2 separate regions of the Ctenopharyngodon idella genome follow, and region 1 is linked to region 2. A link is a contact called in public Hi-C data. All regions are on one chromosome and are shown on one strand. Each heading gives the region's core, a stretch centred on a gene start, on an enhancer-like site or on the middle of the called end of the contact. The rest is flanking DNA. Distances are from core to core; before and after follow the strand shown. Region 1 holds the start of hoxb8a (homeobox B8a). Region 2 holds the start of cbx1a (chromobox homolog 1a (HP1 beta homolog Drosophila)).

The links. A called contact is a pair of places that touch in the nucleus more often than the background predicts.
Region 1: a contact with region 2 is called in a Hi-C map of muscle, with 5 times the contacts expected there. The contact joins the promoter of hoxb8a here to the promoter of cbx1a in region 2. A contact is called at or near these places in 2 of 2 Hi-C or Micro-C datasets (both in muscle).

The regions. Positions count from the first base shown.
Region 1 is chr3:22,114,621-22,120,491 of HZGC01, forward strand. hoxb8a (homeobox B8a) reads right to left here and starts at 2,020. Exons shown (of 2, transcript XM_051887934.1): 1 at 1-2,020. The coding sequence starts at 21. hoxb9a (homeobox B9a) reads right to left here. Exons shown (of 2, transcript XM_051887931.1): 2 at 5,351-5,871.
Region 2 is chr3:21,835,459-21,841,545 of HZGC01, forward strand. cbx1a (chromobox homolog 1a (HP1 beta homolog Drosophila)) reads right to left here and starts at 1,445. Exons shown (of 7, transcript XM_051886918.1): 1 at 1,216-1,445. LOC127509323 (a long non-coding RNA gene) reads left to right here and starts at 5,878. Exons shown (of 3, transcript XR_007929199.1): 1 at 5,878-5,977.

The sequences.
Region 1 (5,871 bases), core at 770-3,269, 280 kb after region 2:
GTTGACGAAATATGAGCTCATCTTTTGATGTTGTTGTTGGTGCTGATTTTGTACAAGAGTTTGCGTTTGAATGTCTTTATATCAGCGCTGTAGCTTCAGAGACTTGTCAGTTTCACAGTTACTGAGGTAACAAACAATGCAGCAGCGAAGCGTGGAGTTCCAATATCTGAACGGTTTGCGTTTGTACACCTTTGTTAAAACAACTTATCTAAAGCTTCCATAGGCATGTTCCCAGTGTAGAGTTCCAGCATCACAATCCCTGTGAATTCCGGTGCCAGTTCCCAACCAGTTTTCTATGATTTACTCGGCTGCAAACGAGTAGTTTCATATTTTGCGGTGTGTTTTCAGGATCATTTGCATCTTCTATCGGATCCTCGTTGCAATGGCTTCTCGCATCCCCACACGGACACCGCTCTGTGCGATTCTGATATGAAGGGAGCGGGAGAATGAAAAAGAGAGAAAAAGAGAAAGCGAGTGAGAGAGAGCTGAGAGGGATAGAGCGCGAGGTAGCAGGAGAGAGAAGGGGGGCCAAGGGAGAGAGAGGAGGGGAGAATATGCACATTAATATGTTCAAGCGGGTAAGTTAATGAGAAATCTGCCTCTTTGCATCAGATCAAGTGCATAGCCTCTGCCCCTCCCCCCACTCAACTTCTCCACTCCAAACCCCTTTGAAAGATTGATTTTTTGCATGTTCATCACAGACAACCTAAAGTGATGCGTATTTAGTCGTTAATTTCCAAATCTCTAACGAGGTCGAGTCTTTTTTTTTTTTAAATGTCAGGGTCGAGACGGACAATTTTAAAAGGTACACGATTTAATTGGTATCAGTTTAAACATATCATATAAACCTTGCTTAATTTTGCAAAAGCATCCTCTGCAGCGAGTGAAGCACGCGCATCGAAAATAAGCAAGATGGCCATATTTGATATTTTGATCAATGTATTTCCATTAATATATTTACAGAGATATGAGGATGTGGACATGGAGCTGCACGTCAGGTGTAATGGCAAATGTGGTTGTAAATGGTTTTACAAACTATAAAATGCAATAAACGCCCCTGCTGTTTGTTGTTGACGTGGTGCATCAAAAAGCTGTTAGGTTTTTATGAGGTTGCGCGACCAGTACTGTAAATGCTTCACTCCGAATTTTATACATGCAGAAATAGTAAGTCCTTTAATTGTCATTTTCGTTTTGTTTTCCGTTCAGTTTCCCAGTATTATTAGTACAAGTAAATCTGATTAACATTATCTAGAAAATCCAAGGGATGCATATAGTTTTCTAAAGGCAATAAAAACAAATAGCTGTACATAATTAAACAAACAATATATATTTACGTGTTCGTAACAGTTTAAAATGTTTCTGGATTCGTTATGATTTCGGGGAAAATTATAGAATTCTAATTATATAATTATTATTATAGAATTATATTTTTATCATATTTTCTAGAAAAAAAAATATTTGCAAATATTTAAAGTATCCTTAAATACTGAATCACCTATAACGCACAAAAAAGTTCTTTATTTTTCAAATCATGACATATGAACTAATGCTGCTGCTTGTCATTGTACAACTTCATTTGCGTCTATAATAAATTACTGTCGAGGATTTGAAAGCAATTTTGTATTAAATGTGATGAATTCTATTGCTTTATTTTGAATATGACGCGGACTATTTACATTTCAACACATAGATTATGTACAATGTTAATGTTTCTGTTACGGGTTAATGTTAAGCACATCTTGTTTTTACACTTATTAAACGTTTCTTCTCTTAAAAAAGACAATGAGTTCACCAAGCGTGAACCTCCCCGTTTGACTAGCAAAACTCGGAGGCTTTATTAAAACCTCCCTACAATTTCGCATGCTATAGGTTCGTATGTAAAATTCACAAAATAATGCAGACATTGTGTTGTGAACAGTAAATAATTAAATGAATTATGTAATTTACAGAACGTCACACTATTGTATGTTGTTGTACATTTTCTTGTTTCAGTGCAGTAGTGTTTTTGCTGTCAATAAAACATTTTATAACCCAAGTTTTGTGTGGTGATTTTATATTTTATTTAAATAATACATTTTAAATTATCACTGAAACATAACATCTCTACATTTTTGAGTCATATAAAAAAAATGGAGATTTAATTTATTTCAACATTGCTCCAATAATTCACAATAAGCCCAGCTGAAAACTTTTAATAACTATTTTGTTTAGGATTTTACATAATTACAAAAAAACATCTTGCTTATTGTATTAAAATTTGTATATCATAAAATTTAAAGATACATTTGTTAGTACTCAAAGAGAAAAAAAAAGGAAAAGAGAGTCTACTTGTTTCTCTGGATCTTTATCACATAGATTAAAAATCCTCTGAAGTTAATGATCTTCTTTTTTCCTTCAAAAGCTCCGCTGTGACAGAGCGAAATTCTGTGAACCTTACTTTAGTCAAGTGTAATACCGCACATGTCTGCAAATGTTTTGGCCCCAGTGTTTCCGGTTTGGGGGTGGAGGGTGGCCAGCCAGGCTCTTTTTGATGGACCAACATTGCCATCAAGCGGCAATTGTGTGTTACTCCATGAGCAAATTCAGCTGTAATGAGACGGAAGTTCAAAAGCTAATGGTTCTATAAACAACGGACATAAAAACAGAATGAGCGAATTAACAGCTCAGTAAGTGCAAATTCAATGATGTAAAGTACTTATTTTAATTCTCTATAACAAGGAATCCATTTAAAACCGACCCCTAGGATCTAGTCTTGTGTGTTTTTTCAACATATCTAGAAAAGTAATTCACATTGGGCTGGAACACTAACACTACCCAATTTTAAACCATAAAAAAAGAATGAAATAATGTCACGCTTCTTTCTTACCAATATTTCGCTAATATTTTTTAACTGTATTAGATTTATGATTTAGAATAAGGCTCAAACGTAGCATTCCGTCCGTGTGTGATATATGAGACTTTTTTTATTTGGGTTGCACTTGTTTTATTTATTTTTATGCACTACTATTACCACTATTAACTATACTACCAAGCGTGCTGCTATTACTACTACTACTAATAGCCTAATAATAATAATAATAATAATTTGTTGATTCTGCTACTTTTTAATTGTAATTACAGGCTACAGATTGTTAGAAAGAAAAATAATTTAATATTCAGGCCACGATGTAACATTCCATGCATAAATCCTTACTTTTCTTGGCTATTTGGGCTGCGTTCTTGTGCATTATTGTACCACCATCATCACTAAAATAATTAGTTTACTTCGAGTAATAATCATCATCATCATCATCTCGTTGACTTGCCTTTTGTTAGTTGTCAATACTGACAGGCTGTAAGCTTCCGACAACAGAGATTAAAAAAAAATCATTTTGTTTAAAAGAAAGAAAAAAGATTTGGGTTTTTATTCGAAAAGCTTTATTGCATTATTATTTACATCATTGATAATGCACACGACAACGAAACTACACATCACAAAATTACCATAATTCTTCACATATTATTACTATTTGACAACTATAATAAAGACAATAAACTTCTATAGAATCAAGAGAATGTAATGTAAAGGACGGTTCTGTATTAGTGATTTTTTTTTTTTTTTTTTTTTCTTTAGCAACCGGCCTTTGTTACCAAGACACAATCGGATGTGTGCCCACAAAATGGCGAAGTCGAGCCCGGTCCCAAAGGTTGTAAACAAATTAACGTTGGTCATCCCAGACGTCTCGCCAGAAATCCTTTTTGTGGCAGTTTATGGCCCGCTATAAGGCCTGTAGTGCGTTCGGAAATGGAACAAAGGGTGGGCGTCGATTGAATTGGACTCAGGGCTCTCATGTGGAAGTCCAGATCTCACCCATCCCGACCCCCTACTCTGTAAGGAATCTCTGGACGTCGAAAGAACAAACGCTGTACACAATAAACGACAAATGCGAGAAAAGAGAAGAAAAAAAAACAGACTCCCCCAACGGAGACGCAGTGTTTACGCAAATTATTTTGCCTCACAGTTATTAGAAGCTTGAAACGTTTTTCACGTTTTCTTTCTTTTTTTCTGGCGTAGTGTTTGCTTTACAGCCATTTAGTTCTTAACCTTCAGAAATTTATACCCTATAAAGTTTTATTACAGTCATATTATTTTATTGCGGCACACCACATTGAATTTCTTTCTCTTTTTTATGACAGTCGACTTCCCATTTCCTCCGAACATCGAGCGCACATCCTTTCTGCAGTTTGTTTCCTTTCAAAACACCAAAATAAAGGGCGTCAATGGTGTGGCAGGACTCAAAATAACTCTGCACCCACAGAATTATCAGGACAGACTTGCTGAATTAATATGTGACGAATGAGCATTCGTGCACACATCTGTGAACCAGGACAACTGGCAATGTCCTCAAAAATGTTTAATTGTTACAATCTGTTGAATGCCGCCTCCGTTCCGCTTTCAAATTTTCAATTCAGTTTGATAATAGGTAAGATCCTGGCTCTCTAAATCTAACGTCAAACCAGTTTACTTTTTATTTCACAATAAAATGCTCCAAAAATACTGTCAAATAAGATAACTGCATTTCACAGTGTTTCTCTTCACAGTGGGACTCTGGCCTTACTTTATTGACAATCTAGAACTTCAACCCATGCTGAAACATAGAGACCTACCTTATCCCTTTTAGTTTGCATAATTTATTATACATCGCCTCTGCCGGCAAAATATCCTTCTTGGTTCTTGATGCATAGCTTGCATCTGGAGGATGCGCTATTGCCAAATATAACACGATTAATATCACAGGGGAATCAAATAATACGTTAAAAAGAGAGCCAAAGCAAAGATGAGTCATGGTTATTCGCAGTAATTCTTCTTTCCACATATGAGCTGCACATTTCTTCATTTTGATTCAAGATGAACGCTTGAGCTCACGATAACATATTTACAACATATGTCTCTCATTATAAAATGCAGTAAACATCAAACCGGAGCACTACAGCATGTCGCTGAAGCGCAAAAGGACGAAATAAAGTTTGGGCTGGTTTGCAATCAAAAGCATAAAGGGCAATTATTGGAAATGATACCAAAGAGAGTTCAGTTTGTCACATGCTATAATAAAAAAGCAGAAAAGACTTTAATTTCACCATAATGTATGTAGCCTATGTGCATGTGTCTGGCTAGTATCGATAACACATTCATATCTCATGCATAGCCTCGTACATTTGACTTTCAGGTTTCGAGAGAGTTCTTGTTGCAACGATATGACATTGTGCGCTCATTTAGAAAACAAAAACCTTAAATTATAAATCATATTGTATTTGGTATCTTTCACCAACGTGCCTGTTTGTTGTGTCCATAGAAATGACAATACCTGTGTGTGGTCTATATGTAAACTTTTAATGAGTCCAGCATCAACAGTGCAATAGCACAGATTAACAACAAAACAATAACACAAAAAGAGACGGAGCAGTCCTGAACTAAAACAATTTAGACCTTGTGTTGCGAGTATGTCTTTGCATGTTATTCAAAATCTTGCGATGTTACTATTTGTGTTTTAATAAATGCACAGAAGCCACAAAACAAGCGTTAGAAAATAGCACAAGTGTTCCTGACTAGACGTGTCTCAAAGAAAATGGGAAACAGTTGCGTTAATGGCCACTAACATTTTAAGGAGTATCTGACATTTGAAGATAGACTCGCTCGATTTCAGTAAAGTCATATCACAAAAACATAAAACAATTCTCTAAACCAATAAAGCAATGTGAAGGAACGAGCAAATACAGAAAAAAAACATCACCGACAATGGACAACGGACATGATTCTGGACATACATGAAGAGTGTAAACAAAATAGAAAAATTAAAAGGTTATGTGTATCAGCTCATTCAAGTATGAAGT
Region 2 (6,087 bases), core at 195-2,694:
GCTGCTCACGTGACCAGAGCCAGCCAATACTGAGCCGGCGTTCTGACGTAGAACCTGGAAGTGCTACAATGAAAACAGCTTAGAAGAATGAAAGGGGAGATATAAATTTGTTGAATACAGTTATTTTTGTTTTGTTATTGCACACAAAAAATATTCTCGTCGCTTCATTATATTAAGGTTGAACCGTTGTCACGTTGACAATTTTAACTTTGTTTTTACTACTTTTATGGACCTTGAATGTGATAATTTCGTTGCTTTCTATTGAGGAAAAATAAAAACCTCTTGGATTTCATCAAAAATATCTTAATTTGTGTTCCGAAGATGAACGAAGGTCTTACGGGTTTGAAACGGTAGAAGGCTGAGTAATTAATGACAGAAACTTCATTTCACTAACCCATTAAGCTCCAAGCCAAGAGCCTCGATTTTTTTTTTTTTTTAAGTCACATTAATGCAATCACCTTTTTATTCTTAACGCTTGATCTTATCTCTTCACTTCTAAATCAAAGCAGATCGTGCGCGTCGTTGTTTTATTTCTTATTATAAACAGTGTGAGAGAAACAGCATTAAGTTAAAATGTTCAATTCAACTTCCGACGTGCACGCGCAGACGCCTTGCCAGAATGTTCGGCCCACTTCCCCTGCTGCAACAGTAACCACAAACCAGTGAAGTGAAGTTACATTAGAAATGCAACTGCAAACACCATGTAGATGTCTTTTTTTTTAATTAAAAAAAAAAAAGAAGGAAAAAAAGTGTTCCCGAGTTCTTTTAACCCCAGGCGTGCGCGAGGAAGGCGTTTCTGTCTCGCGCGGAGATGGTGGACTACACTAACCCTTTTGCTCGTACAATTTTGAGTCTAAAAGCTACCATGACACCAACAACATGTATGCTGTCCGATAAATAGATGCATAAAACGTTCCAATGCACATTACATTTAACTGATTAAACCCAAAAATGGCCCTAAAATACGAGACACCGACTAGCCTTGTGGCTAATGCTGCAAAAGCATGGTCGCTCACTTCTCCATGTTGACCTGGATCCGTGTAGAAAACTACCAAAAATATCTCAGATATGACTAGATATCATTCAAGAGCAATTAGTTGTTTAAAGTACTCAAACATCTACCTGTTAATTATAAAAAAATAAACCACACTGCTCAATACATAACGTTAGTCAGTTCTATAGTTTATAACACAATCTGCATGCAGCGCCACTTACCTGTGAATTACGGAATTAAGGGCGAAATAACACCAAATGAGGTGGTTGAATGCAGATAGCGCAGCTTTAAGTGTCGACAAACGTTTGGAATATATCGACTGTGAAAAGAGTTTGCAATTATTTTATCGAGATTCCTTGGATGGTCAGACAAAGGTAACGCTACACGCAAGCTCCAGCAACCCGCCAATTCCGACGGAACGTGTTACGTGACTCTCTACGTACGCGGGTGGTGCATCCTGGGAGTTGTAGTTTTACGTGCGCAGTGTAAAAATTAACAGATGTTTGTTGTTCCTCGGTACCCTTCGAAAATGCCTCAAATATCCTAATGTTTGTTCAAGAATTTCGATATTTAAGTGCTTAAAACATTTTTCTTGATAATTGTAAAAACTGGAAAAACCAATGTGACATTCTGTAGAGATTTTGCAGGAACTTGTGAGATCATTCATTTGGTTCCTCAGATAACTGAACTTTTGTAATTGCCTAAAGATTTTCCACCAGAGGAACCTCAATGCCTCAAATATGGCTTTTCTCGGGACTGAACAACCTGGATATAATGTTATATTTAGTAAATTTATGAACATTGATATAACTAGGCCTATAGATTTTATCTGAGAAAAAGTATGTGGCTGTGTGAGATCTGACCAGATTTCATTAGCTGTTGACTGTTGGAAATGCAGGTAACTACATGGGCATTCAGTTGTATAAAGGCTGTGCTTATATTCTTATTTTGAATATATTCTAAACAGTATGTGAGAAATATTGAAAGCATTGAGGGTCCTTGGCATCAGAAAGTTTAAAGTCTGGATTTTGGCTCATGTTAAACTTTGGTACTGTTTGCAATCATTTCAAACTGCTATTGATGACATAAATAGCATCACACTTATGAATTTCTAGCTGCTATAGTGTAAATTGCTTTCAGAGAGCACCTTGCTGTCCTTGCAGCATTTGTATTGCACTCCTTAACAGATAAATGCATGTGCCATTCTGTGCGCATACGTTTTTTTTTTTTTTTTTTTTTTTTTAAATAAATCAAGGGCAAATACTTAAATAACTGAGTGAAACTGCCATTTTCCTTCTAAATCGTGTCTTAGTTACAGTGATAAACTGCAATGGTGCTCAGGTTGATGTGGTTCAAACCCAAAAGTGCGATTTGAAAAGACACCTGCTGAAGGATGGGAGTGAATTCTGGTTCAGACCAAGCAATTGAACCATGTGAAAACAGCCTGAAAGCCTGTCATTATCTCAGTGTTTGAGGTAAATATAGAGACAGAGATCTGCAATTGAATCCCAGACTGTTGCACAGTGGTGCACTTTGCCCCTCTGGACAAGAGCATGTGACCTTATAAACACAGGGAATAAGAAACAGCCTCTGTTATATCTTGTTTTGTCCTGTTGCAGTTCCATCTCTCTGGCCCATTTGCATGGCTGCAACCTTGTACTCCACAAATAGTGGCAGAAGACGCTGTGTATGTATGTGTGTGTGTGTGTGTGTGTGTGTGTGTGTGTGTGTGCACATGTCGGGTTAATGTAGAGGAAAAAGACCTGCTCAGAAATGAGTGGAGAACAAAAGAGAAGCATTAACAAAATTCATCATCTGTCTGAGTGTCGTGATTGAGTTAATTACCTCATTACTCAAACAAACCAGCCACACCATCCGCAAACAGAGGGTGATATTTATATTGTCTCATTCAGCGTCTGCAAGGGTGGGGATATGAAATTATAACTCTTCTGTCCTTTCTCTCCAAAAGATATTTATAAACTGATGCAAAAAAAACAAAAAATTGTCAAGAATTATTTGAAAATTCATACATACCGTGGTGTTGTGGCACAATGGCAGTCAATCTAGATTCTGCTAAAAAGAAATCAGAATACATTAATAATGAACTATGTAACTTACTCTTAATATATGGCTGATGGCCCCCATGGAACATACAGGACAGGACTCTTAATTTCATTAAAAACTTTACAATAGTAATATCTCAATGATCATCTGCTGACTTTTTTTTGTTATTTTGCTGGTGAGGTACAGACTGCAGTGAAATACAGTTTACTTACAATGGCCTTAAAATATGCTTAAAATGTCTGGATAGATAACAAAATATCAGATAAATGATAGACCTGAGTTTTCTCAGAACTTCACTTTTCTGAGAAATACTTTTAACTAACTGCTCAAGTCACACAATCAAATCAATAAATATGTCCCACTGAGTTTGACAAACTTAATAAATGACATTTATACATTATGTGATTTAGTCAGTGTCAACTCGAAATACATTATGGGGCCTCTGCATGCACTACTGTTCAAAAGTTCAGTTTTAATATTGAAAGAAATCTCTTATGCTCACCATTATCACCAAGGCTATATTTATTTGTTTACAGTAAAAACAGTAATATATGAAATATTAAGTAATTTTGATAGTATTATGTAATGTGCAATTTAAAATGGTAAATTATTACAAATTTAACTTATTAGAATATATTTGAAAACTATTAGGCTATATTGAATAGTATATATTGAAAAATATATATTTGAAAACAGATGCTTAATTTTTTTGTTTGAAACGATGCATTTTTTTCAGAAGTTCAAAAGAACAGCATTTATTTGTTATAGAATTAGAATGTGAATAGAATTCACATAAATATCTTTACTGCCACTTTCGATCAATTTGATGCTCCCTTGATTCATAAAATTATTGATTTCTTTCAAAAAATAAAACAAAGAAACTTACTAGCCATAAACTTTTTATGTTAATGTTGAGTTCAGGGTTCCTACACATTTTCCATGTAAAATTTCATAATTCAAATTTCCAAACTTCTCTGTAGATTTTTTTCAGACCATATTTAACATAAATGGTTCACAGCATTATTTTCAGCATTATATTTGGTATGTACAGTACAGTCATCTGTATTTTTTCCTTTGTTTTTTTCATTGGTTGATACATGTGCTTGCATGATGAGAAGCCTAAAATGCTTTATAACCTTCACCTCTGACACTTCAGATGATACTGTAAGTGTGGTTTGATGTGGCACGACCACCAAACAGCAAAGTACAGTCTGATTTAGATGATTGTTTGTCGATGCTTTATCTGTTGCTGGTTTGAGTGGCATTTGAGTAAACATTCTTATAGTGAGACTCGCTTATGCAGTTTAGGGTAATGAAAATCTGCACCTTAAATTCATTTATTCGTGTTCGACAATCACTAAATGATCACTAAACTTTTGCCATGAAATCACTCTGCTTCTATGAAATACATTTTTAGAAATTTTTAATTTAAGAAATCTGAATGAGCAATAGTCTGGAAACACAAATGTTTTTTCCATACTTTTCCAGATTTGGAAATTACTCAAATCAAGTATTTTCCAAACTAGTAACACTGAAATGTACATTCACTGGCTGTCTATAATGTCCAGCTCTTTGCATCACTGCAGCAGTTGACATTCGTAACCATGGACCCACAACCCACAACTGAATTGAATCCATCACACTTATTGATCTGTAGGTCTCAGAGTGAGGGGTGAGAAATGAAAAGAGGAGGAAAGCAAGAGGGAACTGCAGGTTTCTTCCATGATAAAACCACAACCTAGCCTGCTTTGCACAAACAACTGACTGAACAATTTAAAAATTTTCAGATATTTAAATCTTGTGGACTTAAAATCATTTCAAAAAAGACAAAACAAGCATTAAAATAGGCTAAAACAACTAAGTATAAAGATCTTCTTATTTTAATTCATCCCCTCAACTATGAAAAAAGCTTGGAAAACTTGGATATGAAAAAGCCTAATTTAAAAAAAAAAAAGGTGTGATTTCTAGACCTGCAAAAGTCATGTAAATTTATAAAATCTAAAAATGCAATGGCCATTTTTAAAATAAATATAGTTATGCCAGCTCTAAAATATTTCTTCAGAAAGAAATTACCCTGAAAGTCTTACATTTTAAATAATAATCAGAAAAATCACATGAAATCTAGTTTATTGAACATATCTTAGAAGAAAGGGTTCCATATAGAACCTTCAATTCCATCAGTTTAGTTTTAATGAATTAATTTTGTTTTAATTCATGTTTTATTTTATTTTGTTTTTTATTAAATTTTATGAATTAAACTTCTTGTAAAAAAGGGAAAAATATGCCATTTGGTGCAGATGTGGTCATATGGCCAAAAAGCTGAAATTCTTATACTGTTAATCAATAAGTTTTTTTTTTTTTTTAATATAACATCATAGCAGACAACTTACATAAAAGGCATATAAATATTGTCGCTCTATATCTTCCAATAATATATCTAAGATGACATTTAAATACTTAATTGTATGATTAAAGCTCTGTAGTTTTTATTGTGGGGCAAAACCATTCAATGCAATACAATGATAACTGAGAGATGGACAAATAAAAGCCTGTTGTATCCACTGATCTATATAAATGTCATTTATATAGATCAGTGGATGTATCATATTTGACATTTACATTTTAACGTGATTTTTTCTAATATAACCACTGTCATATGAGTTTTGTTTGCCTACTTTTATTCATTTTCTTTTCTTTTTTCCCCTATTTTAATAAATGTAAGTTATTTCTGAACTTTATTTACTTCATTTTGCACTTGATGTGAACGGATGTTAAGGACGTGCTGCCCCCTTGTGTTGGGAGTAATGTCACCAAACTTGTGAAAAGCTGTGTTATTGTGCCACCTACCGGTGCGAAAGGTAACTGCCCGTTTCCTGAACACATGAGTGTGAAAGCACATGTACGCTGCCTGCTGCTCAGGTAATGCAGAACAAACACAAAAATGATTTGACAGCTAACATACAATGTAAATAATGCTAAATGAAGAACATTAAACGGTGAATTTGGTGACATTCATACATTTCGCGTCA